Regions from separate parts of the Hordeum vulgare genome. Here region 2 is linked to region 1. A link is a contact called in public Hi-C data. All regions are on one chromosome and are shown on one strand. The core of a region is the stretch at or near the end of the contact, and the rest is flanking DNA. Distances in the headings are between cores, read along the strand shown. Region 1 overlaps LOC123408775 (organelle RRM domain-containing protein 2, mitochondrial-like). Region 2 has its middle 110 kb from the start of LOC123407100.

The links. A called contact is a pair of places that touch in the nucleus more often than the background predicts.
Region 2: a Hi-C map of seedling shows a contact between it and region 1, with 2.9 times the contacts expected there. The contact joins two enhancer-like sites. A contact is called at or near these places in 3 of 6 Hi-C or Micro-C datasets (leaf and seedling).

The regions. Positions count from the first base shown.
Region 1 is chr7H:401,399,930-401,403,442 of MorexV3_pseudomolecules_assembly, forward strand. It overlaps LOC123408775 (organelle RRM domain-containing protein 2, mitochondrial-like), which reads left to right. Exons shown (of 4, transcript XM_045101819.1): 4 at 1,161-1,688. The coding sequence ends at 1,286. Among protein-coding and RNA genes, the nearest start is that of LOC123408775, 12 kb to the left of the region's middle. Within about 2 kb of position 1,697, at least 3 of the 3 cell types and tissues checked have open chromatin away from gene starts, as enhancers often do. A contact at or near this core is called in leaf and seedling, where this site is marked.
Region 2 is chr7H:401,910,655-401,914,167 of MorexV3_pseudomolecules_assembly, forward strand. No RefSeq gene overlaps it. Among protein-coding and RNA genes, the nearest start is that of LOC123407100, 110 kb to the right of the region's middle. Within about 2 kb of position 1,642, at least 3 of the 3 cell types and tissues checked have open chromatin away from gene starts, as enhancers often do. A contact at or near this core is called in leaf and seedling, where this site is marked.

The DNA of each region.
Region 1 (3,513 bases), core at 447-2,946:
TCTTTTTTCGTACAATGCTTGGTGCTGGCCATTGGCCGGTTTTAGCCATTAACTGGTTTTATTATTTTCTTCTCTCTTGCAGTATATAAGTATGTGATTGTAGATATGTAATAAATGTATAAGAGTACTAATTTTAACATGGTCCCTCTTACGTCCTCTTTTCACATGGGAGATAAGACGGTAAAAGCTATCAGACCCACTACTTAATGGAATCAACGGCTCAGATCTATAATATACTCTTACCTCTCATGTGAAAATAGGAGATAAGTGGGACCATCTTAAAACAGCTCACAAGGGTATTATGCATATGTTGATTCAGATGCATGGATTAAGATTGTAATGCATCTGTTTCATCAAAAAGGCCAGTTTACCTCTTTGTTTGGTGGCTACCCAACCAACTGTACAGCAGCATTTGAACTGTTTGTCCTCTTAGTTCTGGAGTAGCCTGACTACCTTCAGGGAATCAGGATACTGCAATTCAAAGTTGGTTCTTCCTAAAAATTATGTTCAATGCATAATTACATAGGAAGAGTATTCAGATACTACATGCATGATCAGTGGATTACCTCGATTCTAGGTGGGTTGGAAACAGTTCTGGAAAGACCATTTAGAAAACAAAACACATATTGCACCATTAATAAAAAAACTAGTCCAACTGGGGATGAGCCCCGTATCGTCCATGTGGGTGAGATACTGACCGGATTTGAACCCTGGTCATGAGGGATGCGCCGGTGCGGCCCTATCACTGGGCTATTGTTGCCCAGTTCTCGCATATTACTTCGACATTCTTAAATTACTGTGTACTGCAACAAGATATATATATATATATATATATATATATATATATAATATTAAGGGATTAAATTGTCTCAAAGGTATTGCGGGGATCCATGGCTCTCTTGACATATTACTTCGACATTCTTAAATTACTGTGTACTGCAACAAGATATATATATATATATATATATATATATATATATATATATATATATATATATATATATATAATATTAAGGGATTAAATTGTCTCAAAGGTATTGCGGGGATCCATGGCTCTCTTGACCTGTTGCATAAAGCATTGCTATATTGTTTGTATTATTAACAACATGGGGAGTAATTTGTGTTTCTTCAAGTTTTGACACAGCTTAATTTTTGTGCAGTTTCTGGATGGATGGGTTATTTTTGCTGAATATGCCAGACCCAGACCACCGCCTCAGATGGGAGGGGCAACTCCGCAGCCACAACAATCTTGGGGCTCTCCTTCTGGTTCATGGGGCTCGCAGTAGATGAAGGGACAATCATTCTATTCTATCTGGCTGTGCGTCTGACAGCGTATCAACCAGCCATCGCATTCTACATTTAGATTATAGCCACATCGTTTTGTCCCAGGTGTGAACACCGTTGCCTGATCCAATATTCTCGTCGTGTTGGACCGGTCGTTTACGGCCTCCACATGGAGAAGCACTTGTGGAACCTTATATGGACCAAGCAGGTATTACTGTCAGCATGCAACAGCTTGGGACCATTGCTAATAATGTCTTGTTCCTGTGGGTGTCCTTGTTATGTCAAGAATGTCCCTTTTATTTGAATTCGTCTCGTAAGCCTTATCAGCTGCTGATGGCATGTGCTGCTCTTGTACTGCTGGATAATGACTTGTAGCTTGGATGAAGAACACGTTTGCAAGCGAATCTCGAACTGAATTCCCCTTGATCTAATCCGTTCAGGTGATGGCGACAGGGATCTGTGCAGCGCATGCGTCTGTGTACCGCGTGCCTGTTCCTGATTTGGATTTTGTTTTTGCCAGCTTATGGTCTTATCTGAACTATCATCTATCATCTGTACCATGAACCTTGTGTTTCCTGCTACTGTCTGCGCTTTTTACCGTATGCACGTATGTCATCTGCTGTTACTGTCATCGGTACACTGGTACAGTATCTACCTACGGTTGGCAGTTGCTGATGATACGAGGATGCCGGTTACCGACATGGTGCTCTCTTCTAGCTGTGCATTCCAGTCAGAGTTAATGGCATTGAGTGTGACGTCCATGAACCACAAGCTGCTTGCCCGGAAACTTGCCTGCTCGCGCCGGCCAACGACCGCCTGCATCGTCAACAGCGCCAATGCCGACGCCGCCGCGTGCTCTCGTGGCATCATAATATCTGTTCCACCTGTAGAGGGCATCGTCTACTGTATCTGCGGCGGCTGTTAATCCCTTCCAAAGTTTTAGGGGGAAATCCCCCGGGAAGCGGAATCTGTCGTCGCCGTCGGCATGTCGCGGTGTCGTGCGTCACGCCGGGAGGATCGCGTTGAGCTCGAGGGCCTTTTACTGCGCGGGCAATGGCAGCCTCAGGGGCTCCTTTCAGACGGAGGAGATGGCGAGAGGTGCCCTGGGATGCAGGGAAGCCGCCGCGTCGCGCCACGTTGGCAGCCTCCTTGCGGTTTATCCAGGCTATCTGACCCGTCTAATCCAATCCAATCTATCCGTTTATTGTGTGTGCGCGCGTATCCGGTGTCTCCATTAAATGGACTTGATTGTGCCAACAGTGAGTCAGTGACTTCAACCAAACTCAAATGTTTCTTTTTAAATTTCTGGAATAAAAGGTCTTTATTTTGTGCCACAGCAATGGATAGGCGGTAATAGAGTGCGTTTTTTTGTCCAAAATTACATACGTGTCCGACTTTTCGGAGTCTAGAATGTGCAACTTTGACTAATTTTACTTGCAGCATACCTTAAAACAGTAATGTTATACAGTGTAACAAAAAATAATCATAAGAAAAATAATCCACGACACTTATTTTCTGAAAATATTAGCTTAGAATCTAATCCACGAGTAAACAGATCATTCACAGTATATATGCAACTCATATCGATAACTAAGCATGTCAGCACGTATGTAGCATAGAACCGAATAATCTATCAATAAAACATATATGGCTAGCACATGAGTGGACAAGTAGGGGATTGACAAATTATACCGTGTGGTAGGCCAGACTAAGGCCGTTGCGTACGCTACGGCTTCAATCTCTTCCACGGCCTTCTTCTTGGCATCGTGGTTTTTGGCCATGAATCGATGCAACGGAAGTAGTCAAAACTGAGGAGGACACAGACGGATCAAGAGCAGTCATGCCGAGACGCTCCCTAAAAACCTTATCACCCTTCTCCCAGGCAGGATCTCGAATGAAGGGGTTCCGAAGGCACTTTTCTCCCGACCAATCGTGCACACGCGGTCGTCGGGATGGGATCGTGGAGGCAACACAGTGGAAGAATAATTGGAACTAGGGTTGCGTAAGGAGGGAACAAGTGTGTTAGCTGCACTGGCCAACACCTTCATATATTGTCCGTCGGGTAGATGGGCCTGGGCTTAGCCCACAACCAAGTCCGCTAACATCCCGCGGTCCAACGCCTCAGACAGTGACACCTCCATTAGGGAATCGTTAATTAATCTGATATTAATTAACCATTTTTGACCGATAAAAATAAAAGCGTATATGTGTGAGCTCGGCTTGGCTCAT
Region 2 (3,513 bases), core at 392-2,891, 510 kb after region 1:
TACCTCGAGACGGGGAGGAGGATCATGAAAGGAGTCTAGCTACCAATCGAGGGAGAGGTCCCTGAGGTCTCGGAGCATTCCGATGGAGGAGACCAAAGCATCCTCTTGTTCCAACCTTGAGACACACAGTTATGCCTCTTGCGGAATGCCTCCACGAGAAGCAAATTTATGCCTGATAGAAAAAATAATGCATTTTTCGAGGGCTACTATCGTGTCTCTCGACTCCACAAAAAGTAAATATGTGTCTCTTACAGAAGAAAAAAAAGTTCAGTATTTTTGTGCAAAACACTTTTTTTGAAATGTCGAAACCTAGGGAAAACTAAAAGCATAAAAATATCATCTAAAACTCAAAAACGTGTGAAATAAAAAACTTCAAAGGAATGAACAATACAGACACGCGAAGACGAATGAGAACGCTAAATGACGGACCCTGAATCCATCAAAAATGACCCGTGCCGAGCTCCTTGGTGTGTCCTTGGTTAGCTGCTCCCGAAGTTTTAGGAAAACCTTATCCTTTTGCAAGGTTGATAAAGTTATACTCCCTCTGTACGGTAATATAGGTCGCTCGAGTAGCTGACCTATACTACGGTACAGAGGGAGTAGTTATGGACATGGCCCGACTGATCCATTTGGAGGAGGACATGGAACGGTCGATGGGCCAATTGACGTGCAGGCATGCATGTTAGCGTCGCCATCATAATTAACCATGCATATGTACGCACATGGATACGCCATGATGCGGTGCGTGCACGTGTATAAGGAAATCGAAGGTCGTTATGTGCGTACATGTCTCCTGCGTGCCTCCGCAAGTACATGTCTCCTGCGTGCCTCCGCAAGTCAAGCATCCTTGCATGTGCACTTCCAGCGACCATGTGATCGATCACAAGGCCAATGTTCTCATGTACTACTAGTACTTGAAATAAAATCAGCACAAATTCCGTTAAGCCCTCGTTTGGTTAAGGGGGATTGAGGAGGTTTTGAAAGAAAAATCTCCGGAAGGGTCAGAAACCCCACAGATCCTCGGACGTCCATTTGATAGAAGGGGTTTGCTTAGCCCAATTCCCCCCGTTCTCCTTCAATCCCTTCCTATACATGTGTTTCAAAACCCTCCTCGGAAAACTAGTGGAAGCAAAGCCCCGAAAATTTAAGAAGATTGGGTGGAACAAAGGGATTCACCCAATCCCTTGAAATCCCTCCCTCTCAAAATCTCCCAAATCCCCCTTAACCAAACGAGGCCTAAGAGAAATCAGCAGAATTTAACGATCATCAAATAGAATAAACCAAAGATGTGTGAATGTTGCAATGTATTCCCTCTATATCTAAATACTTATAGTTATGGAGAATTAATTAGTTTTCTTGAAAACTACAAGCATTTAGATGCAGATAGAGTATTTTCGTACTGGGTCTCAACATTTGTGATTTGCATTTTACAAAAATATCCCATCAAAATGGATTTGTTTTTTTTAATCATCAAAATGGATGAGACTGATACAGCAGGCAGCGGGGCAGGTTCCGGACTTGGCGCCACGGCCCATTATTATCCCTATAAAAATTGCAAGCCTTTACTCTATGTTCTATATCAGAGGTATACCAGGACAATGACATGTGGACCCGAGGAAACGTCTGGGCCGGATAGTCAGTGAGCCAAGGCCTGATCAGGAGCTGGTTATATTTGATTCTCCTTGTCCTTCTCCTTTCATGTTTGCTGGTGTCGGGGAGAGGAAGTCAAACAATCGATGAACTGACCAGGGTGGACAAGGGGACCAGGGGTAGTTCAGTCATTCCAATATGTGCTGAGTGACGCAGGGGCCATGGCACGGCAGCTGAGTTGAGCTCACGTCTCGAGGATGCTCAAAATTCATACAAATTCCACGCTTTTGCCTTTTCGTCATTGTTTCAAAAAATCAATCCTTGTGCAGGCTCAAGGGCAATTGAGACTAAATACCATAGGATGATGTAGGTAGGTTATAAGATTTATAAATATCATAATTTTTACTCGAAGTGCGAAAAGGAGCGATAACACGCGCTTAAAAAAGCATTATGAAGAAAGAAGATGGGTCATGTAGTGATAAAATAGTACAATTGTATAGCCAAGTTGGCTCTTCGATGAGAGTGATGAGCCAAAATGAATTTTCTTTGTTGCCGCGTCATTGTTGTTGTTGTGTTTTTATAAAATAAATTAGCATATTTATTTTTTAAATATAGGCGTATAAGATTTTAAAAAAATCACAGCTTTTCAAATTCAGCATTAAATAAATTTTTATATTTTATTTATTTAGCATTGTGGATGTCAATATTTTTTACTCCAAACATAGTCAAAGTTAAATAAATTTGACTTTTCAAGAAAAAATACATCTATATCTTGGAACCAGCGAGAATTTGATTTGGCTAGTGTGACAGGAGATGGCCTATGTTTCTATTTTATTTATAATGCAATGTTTTGATAGGTCTTTCGTGGTGTGATTTTGTGTTATGTGCTAATTCATCGATATTTGCGTCGAAATTTTTTCCACGTCACTATCTACATATACTATTTTGGGATTACAATAATATATTTCTAGATGGCGAGGGGTGCACGAGATTGATGTATTATTATAAGTCGGTTGCTACCGATTAATTTTGGAAATAGTTGACCCAGTCAAAATCATAAATCCAATCCCAAATCGAATACCTCAATCGAATCAAAAAGCTCCAAAATTAAGGAGCATAGTGAATTAAAAGAATTGAATAGAAGAGCTTGTTGAGTAATTGTTGACTCGGTCAAAAACTAATGACCAAATTTTAATTGGAGACCTCGATTGATTGTGAGGCCTCCAATCCGAGGGAAATTAGTGATATAGTATATGATGTAAATTTGGAGATGTAAAATTAGGTGTTCTATAATTTACATCGTCAAAAAATACTTCCTACATCTCTAAAAAGACCCAACTCCAAGAGATGATGTAAAATGGTGATGTAAATTGGCAACTTCAATAGGTGATGTAAAACTGAAGATGCAAAACTGGCCACCCGTCGTGCGGCTGATGTATAGCTGTTATTTAACAGTAGCATAAATTCAAATAAAACATCAAATACTCAAATAGAAAATTGCATATGTTCACAATATCAAATTATTACATAGTTCATCAAATCCATAACATCAAATGCATCACACATACAACATAGTTTTGCACAATACAAACAAATAAATGAAACTAGGCGGCTCTCTCGTCATGATATTTCCAATACTCCTCCATAAAAGCCCCCGCAAGTTGATTGTGTGAATGAGGGTCTCTAATTTTATTGTACACCTTCATGAAATTTTTAATTCCCTCATCTTTTCTCATGGGCATAACGTGCATGCCCAACAAGTCATAGAAGGTGTAATCTAAACCATGTACACGTTTATACTCGGTGATCACGGTATGCATAATCGCGCAAGCACTCATGATATATCAAAGGACTTGACCTCACACAATAGCAAATTGGGATTGGCAAATCCCAAAAGCCCTCTCAACATCTTTCCTAGCCGTC